2 separate regions of the Mus musculus genome follow, and region 2 is linked to region 1. Evidence: chromatin contacts called from public Hi-C data. All regions are on one chromosome and are shown on one strand. Each heading gives the region's core, a stretch centred on a gene start, on an enhancer-like site or on the middle of the called end of the contact. The rest is flanking DNA. Distances are from core to core; before and after follow the strand shown. Region 1 has its middle 70 kb from the start of B430319G15Rik. Region 2 overlaps 4933400C23Rik (RIKEN cDNA 4933400C23 gene).

Evidence for each region. Hi-C and Micro-C count contacts between places; a contact is called where the count stands out from the background.
Region 2: a Hi-C map of uterus shows a contact between it and region 1, with 2.1 times the contacts expected there. The contact joins two enhancer-like sites. A contact is called at or near these places in 3 of 484 Hi-C or Micro-C datasets (the HPC-7 cell line, nephron progenitors and uterus).

Annotation. Positions count from the first base shown.
Region 1 is chr9:92,611,526-92,614,828 of GRCm38.p6, reverse strand. It overlaps the pseudogene Gm2495. Among named protein-coding and RNA genes, the nearest start is that of B430319G15Rik, 70 kb to the right of the region's middle. Within about 2 kb of position 1,453, at least 35 of the 459 cell types and tissues checked have an H3K27ac peak or open chromatin away from gene starts, as enhancers often do. A contact at or near this core is called in uterus, where this site is marked.
Region 2 is chr9:92,771,736-92,775,294 of GRCm38.p6, reverse strand. It overlaps 4933400C23Rik (RIKEN cDNA 4933400C23 gene), which reads right to left. Exons shown (of 5, transcript NR_040770.1): 2 at 1,787-1,851. Among named protein-coding and RNA genes, the nearest start is that of 4933400C23Rik, 55 kb to the right of the region's middle. Within about 2 kb of position 2,009, at least 2 of the 459 cell types and tissues checked have an H3K27ac peak or open chromatin away from gene starts, as enhancers often do. A contact at or near this core is called in uterus, where this site is marked.

The DNA.
Region 1 (3,303 bases), core at 204-2,703:
TTATACTTCATGTGCATTACGTTTGAATCATCAAAAGTTAAAAAAAAACACACAATTGGTAAGTCAGTGACTATCCATTTATATCTTTTCTCTTCCCATTGGCTGGTATGGTGCCATATTTTTCTGTTGCTGTGGTAAAACATGATGAAGGCAACTTAGAGAGGAAAAGGTTTATTTGGGGTTTAGGGTTCTAGAGGGCTAAGAGTCCATCAGCCTCAAGAGTGGTGAAGCGTGGTAGCAGGAAGACAAGGGAGGCAGGAACAGCTGAGAGCTCTCATCTGAAACTGCAGGCAGCAAGCAGAGTGTGGTGGAGGGGGGAGAAAGGGCAGGAGGAAGGGAGGAAGAGAGAAACAGAAACAGAGAGACAGAGATAGAGATAGAGAAATTGACAGAACAAACTGGGAGGATTTTGAACTCTCAAAGCCTGACTCAGTGAGGCATTTACTTATTTCCAAGGGTGACTCTAGGATCAGACCTCTCAGTGTACCTGGCTTAGAGGCTAACCCAAATGCATGCCTGTCTTGGAGTGATCTACAGAGTCACATAAACCCACCTGTGACAGGGCAGGGAATCCGGAAGCACATTAGGACTCAAGAGTACCTGTACCTGTCACAAAGGTGAACTATCAGCCATCATCCAGGCCACAAGCATCTGAGAGCCATCACCTATGTCACAGAGACAAGCGTGTATTTTTAAATTGTTGTGTCCTCATTTTAGACCACAAAGAGATTAACAATGGACTAAATTTTTACAAAATGTATTGCAAACACTCTTATCCAAAAAACATTACCAAGACAAACATCCCAAATTAGTAGAGGAAGGCTATTTAACCAGCAAAAGACTACCTATGTGTTCATGTCAATTTTCCACCATACCTGGTAGGTAATAAAATCAGATTATTCCCTCAGCAGTGGTAACCCATGTCTTTAAACCCAGTACTCAGAAGGCAGAGGCAAGCCGAATTCGAAGCCAGCCTTGTTTACATAGCTAGATTCAAAACAGTCAAAACTACAGAGAGACCCTGTCTCAACACACACACCCACACACAAATAAAAATAATCATATTTCCTGAGCCCTGCCTACTCTATGATCATCATTTCTTTACCCTTGAATTCACTGCAAGTTCCTTTTACACATGACCAACTTACTATAGCAACTGTACAGTTAAAAATAACATGTTCATACTTTTACAAAAATTACTATTTTCTAAGTTTGTATGATCCACTAATCTCTACCTTTCAGCTAAAAAGAGTTACTAAGTTCTAGCCTTTTTTTTTTCCTTTTTCTTTCGACATTACTCGAGTTTTAACTCTCCTAAACAGTACTTATCCCATTTCGCAGGCCAGTCTGAAAAGATGTTGAAACGATGTTTGGTCAAATCAGCCAGCCAAATGGAATGAGCAAAACCATCAGTAACCAGGGTAACCGTGTGACTCCAGTAAACACGTCAAGGCCACTCGCAGCCTCCACATCTGAATCCACTCTCTTCACTGGTTGCTATTTTAGGACTATATCTTACTTCAGAGTTAGATGATTAAATGGGAGCTTTTTAGATAGTTTTTGAAATACATATAATACTTTCTTTTTAACACCAATTCATTCGATTTAAAAATGCCTATTGGAAGTCTACCACATGCCGCCCTATGAGAAAAATCACTCATAAACTGAATAATGAAAGCAGAGACACTGAGTTCTTGATAGAGACTTAATGCATCACTCTCTCCAACTTGGACAATATGTGCACAGCTCTATTCAGGGACAGACTCAACACCTTCATCTCATATGTAGTGAAAAATCCGGCGTCAGTTCCTTGTGGCGGGGACCCTGATAGACAAGGGCTTGAGGAGCAACCTGCCTACGTTTTATTATGACTACTGTGGTATGTATCTTACCCACGATTCTCTGTCTGTGAGGAAGACACACCGCAGTGGTCGGAAACAAGAATGTGAAAGACTATTCCCAGAAATGGATGGAAGAGCTTGCCAGAGCTGACGAAACAACGGCTGCATTTCAACAAGGAAATTCCCTCCGGGCTCCATTCTCTGCTCCTTCGCCTGCTGGGACCATGATCCCACCTCCCTCCAGTCTCCCAGGTCCTCCTCCGCCTGACAGTATGCCTGCACCCCACATGGGAGGCCCGCCCATGATGCCAGTGATGGGCTCTCCCTCCGCCTGGGATGATGTCCGTGGGACCAGCTCCTGGGATGAGACCGCCCATGGGAGGCCACATGCCCATGATGCTCAGGCCGCCGATGATGAGACCTCCCGCCTGCCCTATGATGGTAGCCACATGGCCTGGCATGATCCCGCCAGCCAGATAAGAGCAGAAGCGCTTTTTATCATTTTGTGTTTCTTGCTCTGTTTCACCAGAAGATCTTGGTGCTGAGCCTGAATGTTTAGTAGATGCACGACAATGAACCTTGTCTCTTAACTTGTGACTTGGCTGGGTGGGTGCTCAGCTTTGCCGCCAGAGCTTCTACGGACCACTGCACCTGGAGTCTGGAGAGATTTCCCTGAGAGTCACTGAGCAAAGAAAAAAAGCTGTGATTAATTCTGAAAGCTATACAACCACTTTAGGATGGATTTCTTCCCTGTCTAGAGTGTCCACATGGATTTGATTTGGGGGGTGAAGGGCCCATATCATTCCTCATCTAGGACCAGCTCTGGATGATCACTGCCACAGCATCCAATCCTCACAATAACACGTATTTCCCATTCCTTGTCCTTGAGGTTCAGAGATGAGTGTAGAGATAGCAGCTTAAAGCAGTGGTCCTCAACCTGCGGGTCATGGCCCCTTTGTGGTCCAAAGACCCTTTCACAGGGGTCACCTTAAGACTACCAGGAAACAAAAATATTTGTATCATATGATTCACAACAGTATCAAAATTACAGCTATGAAGTAGCAGCAAAAATAATTTTATAGTTGTGGATAACCGGCACGTGAGGAACCATATTAAAGGGTCACAGAGTTAGGAAGGTTGAGAACCAGTGCTGTAGAGTGAGTTGGGTCCCTTTAGTTTGGTTAAATAGCCAAGGCACAAGGAAAGGGTGGTTGTGAACAGGTGAACACGAAAAGCAGACATAGCCGAGAACTATTTTGACAACCACTCTCCATTTATAAAAACATCATTAATGTCAAAAATGCACATTGTAACTTTCAGTGTTTCAATCACACAGTTTCTATTTTTTTTAACCACAGTAATGTGTCCTTAATGTTCCAGCCATCAGCCTTGTAATGAGCACTCACAATTACTATTTCACAATTACTATTTCTTTCTTTTTCATATACAGTAATTGAAAAGA
Region 2 (3,559 bases), core at 760-3,259, 160 kb before region 1:
TCTAAACCAACAAAGAGTAATGAAAATGTGCTACATATATACAATGGAAAATGAAATAATGAAGTTTGCATGAAATTAAAAGACTTGGGAAATGCCATTGTAAGTATGGTATCTCAGACTCACAAAGACAAATCTCACAACTAGCTGTGACTAGAGTTCTAAATAATCCAGTGCCCTCTCTAGCCTCTACAGGCACCAGGCATGCCTGTCACTTACAGACATACATGCTAGCAAATCACACAAATACATTAATAAAAAATTTAAACAACATGAAACTAGATGACAGCTATGCAGTATAACATGTTTTGATGTTTTTAAAGTGTTGACACAGCTTTAAAATATTTGGTGAGATTTGCTATCCTATCTTATTGTGAATGCACGGTACAGTGTTAGTTATCAGACTACTGCACATCTGCACTCTTTTTTTTTATTTTATTTTTTTTACATCTGCACTCTTAATGTATTCCTTTACTGTAGCTGAATAAAACCCCTTGATAACAGCTCTTGGTTCCATTCTTCCTCTGGCCCCTAGGAAACACTATTCTGCTCTCTGCTTCTATGGGGTTTCTGTGTAATCCAGGGCACTTAATCACTTGGGCTGTGTTTTTTTTTTATGATCATTAGAAGTCTTCATTTCTTTTTCCTTGCTCCAGCAGGCTCTTTATCTACTCAGCTGAAATTTGAGGTCTTTGATCTTCCAAGCCTAAGAAATCTCTAAAATTTTTAATTTTTGCTAATAAAATGTACTTTCAATTGTAGAATTTTTTTCTTTCCCTTTTTACAGGGATTTTATTATCATTATCCTATACTGAAAAAATAATTGTGGAATTTCTACAATGGTTATTTACAGTTTTGACTTGTCGAATTAAATTCTGCTGTAAAAAGTATTTCATTATCAAATTTCATCATGTAAGTACTTTGCCATGGAAAATAATTTAACCATGTGTATGATTTTTAAATAAAGTGGATCAATGCATGCATAACGATGGTTAACTATTTTTAAGTTCTCAGGATTATCTTACATGTTTTTCCAAAACCCTTTCTCCATATTCCAAGAAACTGAGGCTGAACACCATTCAAAATCACTTTTTATTTGAGTTTTTATGAATGTGGCCTGCTAAATTGAGCTGTAGTAGGATAGCCCAAGGAGAAAAATATTGCTTCATAACCTGTTCATCAGAGAATGTCACTAGCTCTGAGTTTATTTAATATCAGATCCAGTGGATGGGAAATAATTAAATCTCCTGGTTGAAGCTTGTTTTCAAGCTGTTTTTAAGGAGTCTACTTTTTCTGCACTAAAGGCCTCCTGGAACCCCTGACCCTATGTCCTGGTCCTGTCTGAGAAATGTTTTCATGATGCTGACATTAATAAACACATATCTCAAAATTTGGAAAGTCAATATCAAGGTGCTGTCAGAGGACAGTGGTCATCATTATATTAATACTTAAAGACAAGAAAATTACCATAGTTGAGACTTCAGTTTTAAGTCAGGGTAAAATATTTTTAAACAAAATTAAAAGAAAGTATACTAATTACAAGTAATGTGAGTCCTGTCAGCATAGAACTCATTTTGGTTTTCAAATATTTCTCCAGCACTGGGGAAAAAAAAACCCACAAAGGCACAAAAATTCTCAGGTCCTCAGACAGAGTCTCAAACAAAGAAGTAAGACTAGACTATAACTATACATATAAACCCATTACAGAGGTTGACACCGGCCACTGTGGATTTCTCAAATTTTATACACATCACAACACAGGATAAGGGCAGCTCCCTATATGACCCACCACTTAGCATGCTCACATGGTCCTTCAGCAAAACAGAGTGAACAGCTTCACAAAGGAGAAATAACCTGGAACCAAACAAAAGGAAAACAAATGATCAATCAGCACCCATTGAAAATGCCTCAGAGGAGAGAAACATTGAAGGCATCACAGGCCTGTGGGATCCCCTGGCTGAATGACTTTGGGAGTCAGAATGACTCATTCAGAAACTGTTTATCCTGGAGGAATCAGTTAAATTAATTAGCATGGGTAAAAGTCACAGACAATTCTTTTCTCAGTTTAACCACTGTCCAAACCAATCCTGCTCACTCCAAGCCTTCCCATCACGAAGGATTCTTATCTGTCTGGAACCAGAGATCCTATCAACTCTTCCTTCTGGAAGTCTCTTTGGATCACAGTGTTTTAGCACAGAAGAAAAGAAAAGTAATTAATACACCAGGTGATCTAGTAAGTTATTTTTCACTAAAAGCAACCAGAGGATGAGAAGCCTGAACTAGTTCTGATCATTTTACAAATCTCACATGTAATAGACAGTGAAACTCAATCAGATCTGATAAGAAATATCTCTCAATAAAAAAATCTAATAAAGTTCCAACAACAGAAACAGATAGTCTACCTAGCAGCCAAGCAAAAGCACTAAAACATTATGTTTTGATAACAAAGAGAAAATGCTATAATTTCTATTAATTAAAAAAAATAAGAGTCGTTGGCTGGGAAGATGGCTCAGTCAATAAAGTGCTTGTTCTGCAAGCATTATGACCTGAGTTTGATCTCCAGGACCCACAATCAAGTAGCTGGGTGTGGTGACATGTATTTGTAGTCCCAGCTTTGGAGAACCAGACCAAAGGTCTCACAGCCTGCTTGGCAAGTTCATGGCTACTGAAAGACCTGTCTTTAAACAAAGCAAAACAAACTTAGAAACTAAGTTAGATAGATGGTACTTTAAGAATGACACCTAAGGTTGGTTGTACTTTAACCTTCATGTGTATGAACATATACATGCACTTGCACCTGCATACACATGTACACACACACACACACACACACACACACACACACACACACATACCCGGGAGGGGGTAAGGGGGAGGAACACATATACCCTTAAAATACCATGTAATTTTGTGATACTACACATAAAAACATATTTAAAAAGTCAAGTGAAAAGAAGACAAGAAGGGACAAAATATCAAGTGAACGAAACGAAAAGAAACCAACAGTAGAAAAATGTATCTAAGATAAAATGAATCAGAAATCAACGACTATCAATGAATATGGTCTCCATTTAAAACACAAAGCTTGTCAAAATGAGTAGATGCCAAAATGGCAAGTTGTTTACACAGAACTGAAGTGCAGAGCAGCCTCAGGATCAAATACGATTTATTAGCTGGCACTGGTTGCCCTGTCCTGCAAATTCTACTACGTGGAAGTTGGAGATGAGAGCTTCAAGAGTTCAGAATCATCCTTGAACTAAGAAATTTGAAACCAAACTTAGCTGCATGAGAGCCGGTTTCAAAAACCCACAAGCAATGATTTTTCTTTTGATTGTTTTATTGCTGCCTTTTGCTTTTATGAGACATGTACATCATGCTGGTCTGGAACTCATTATGTAGCAAAGATTGGTCTTAAATCTGCTTCCCTGCTGCCTCAGCCTCCCTAATGCCTGGACAAGTACAGGTTTGCACTCCTGTATCTAGCTCTTGTGACCTACTTATTGATAAGCATGGCATCTCATAAAAGTTACGGTGTTCTTAGTCACTCTTTCCTAGATACAAA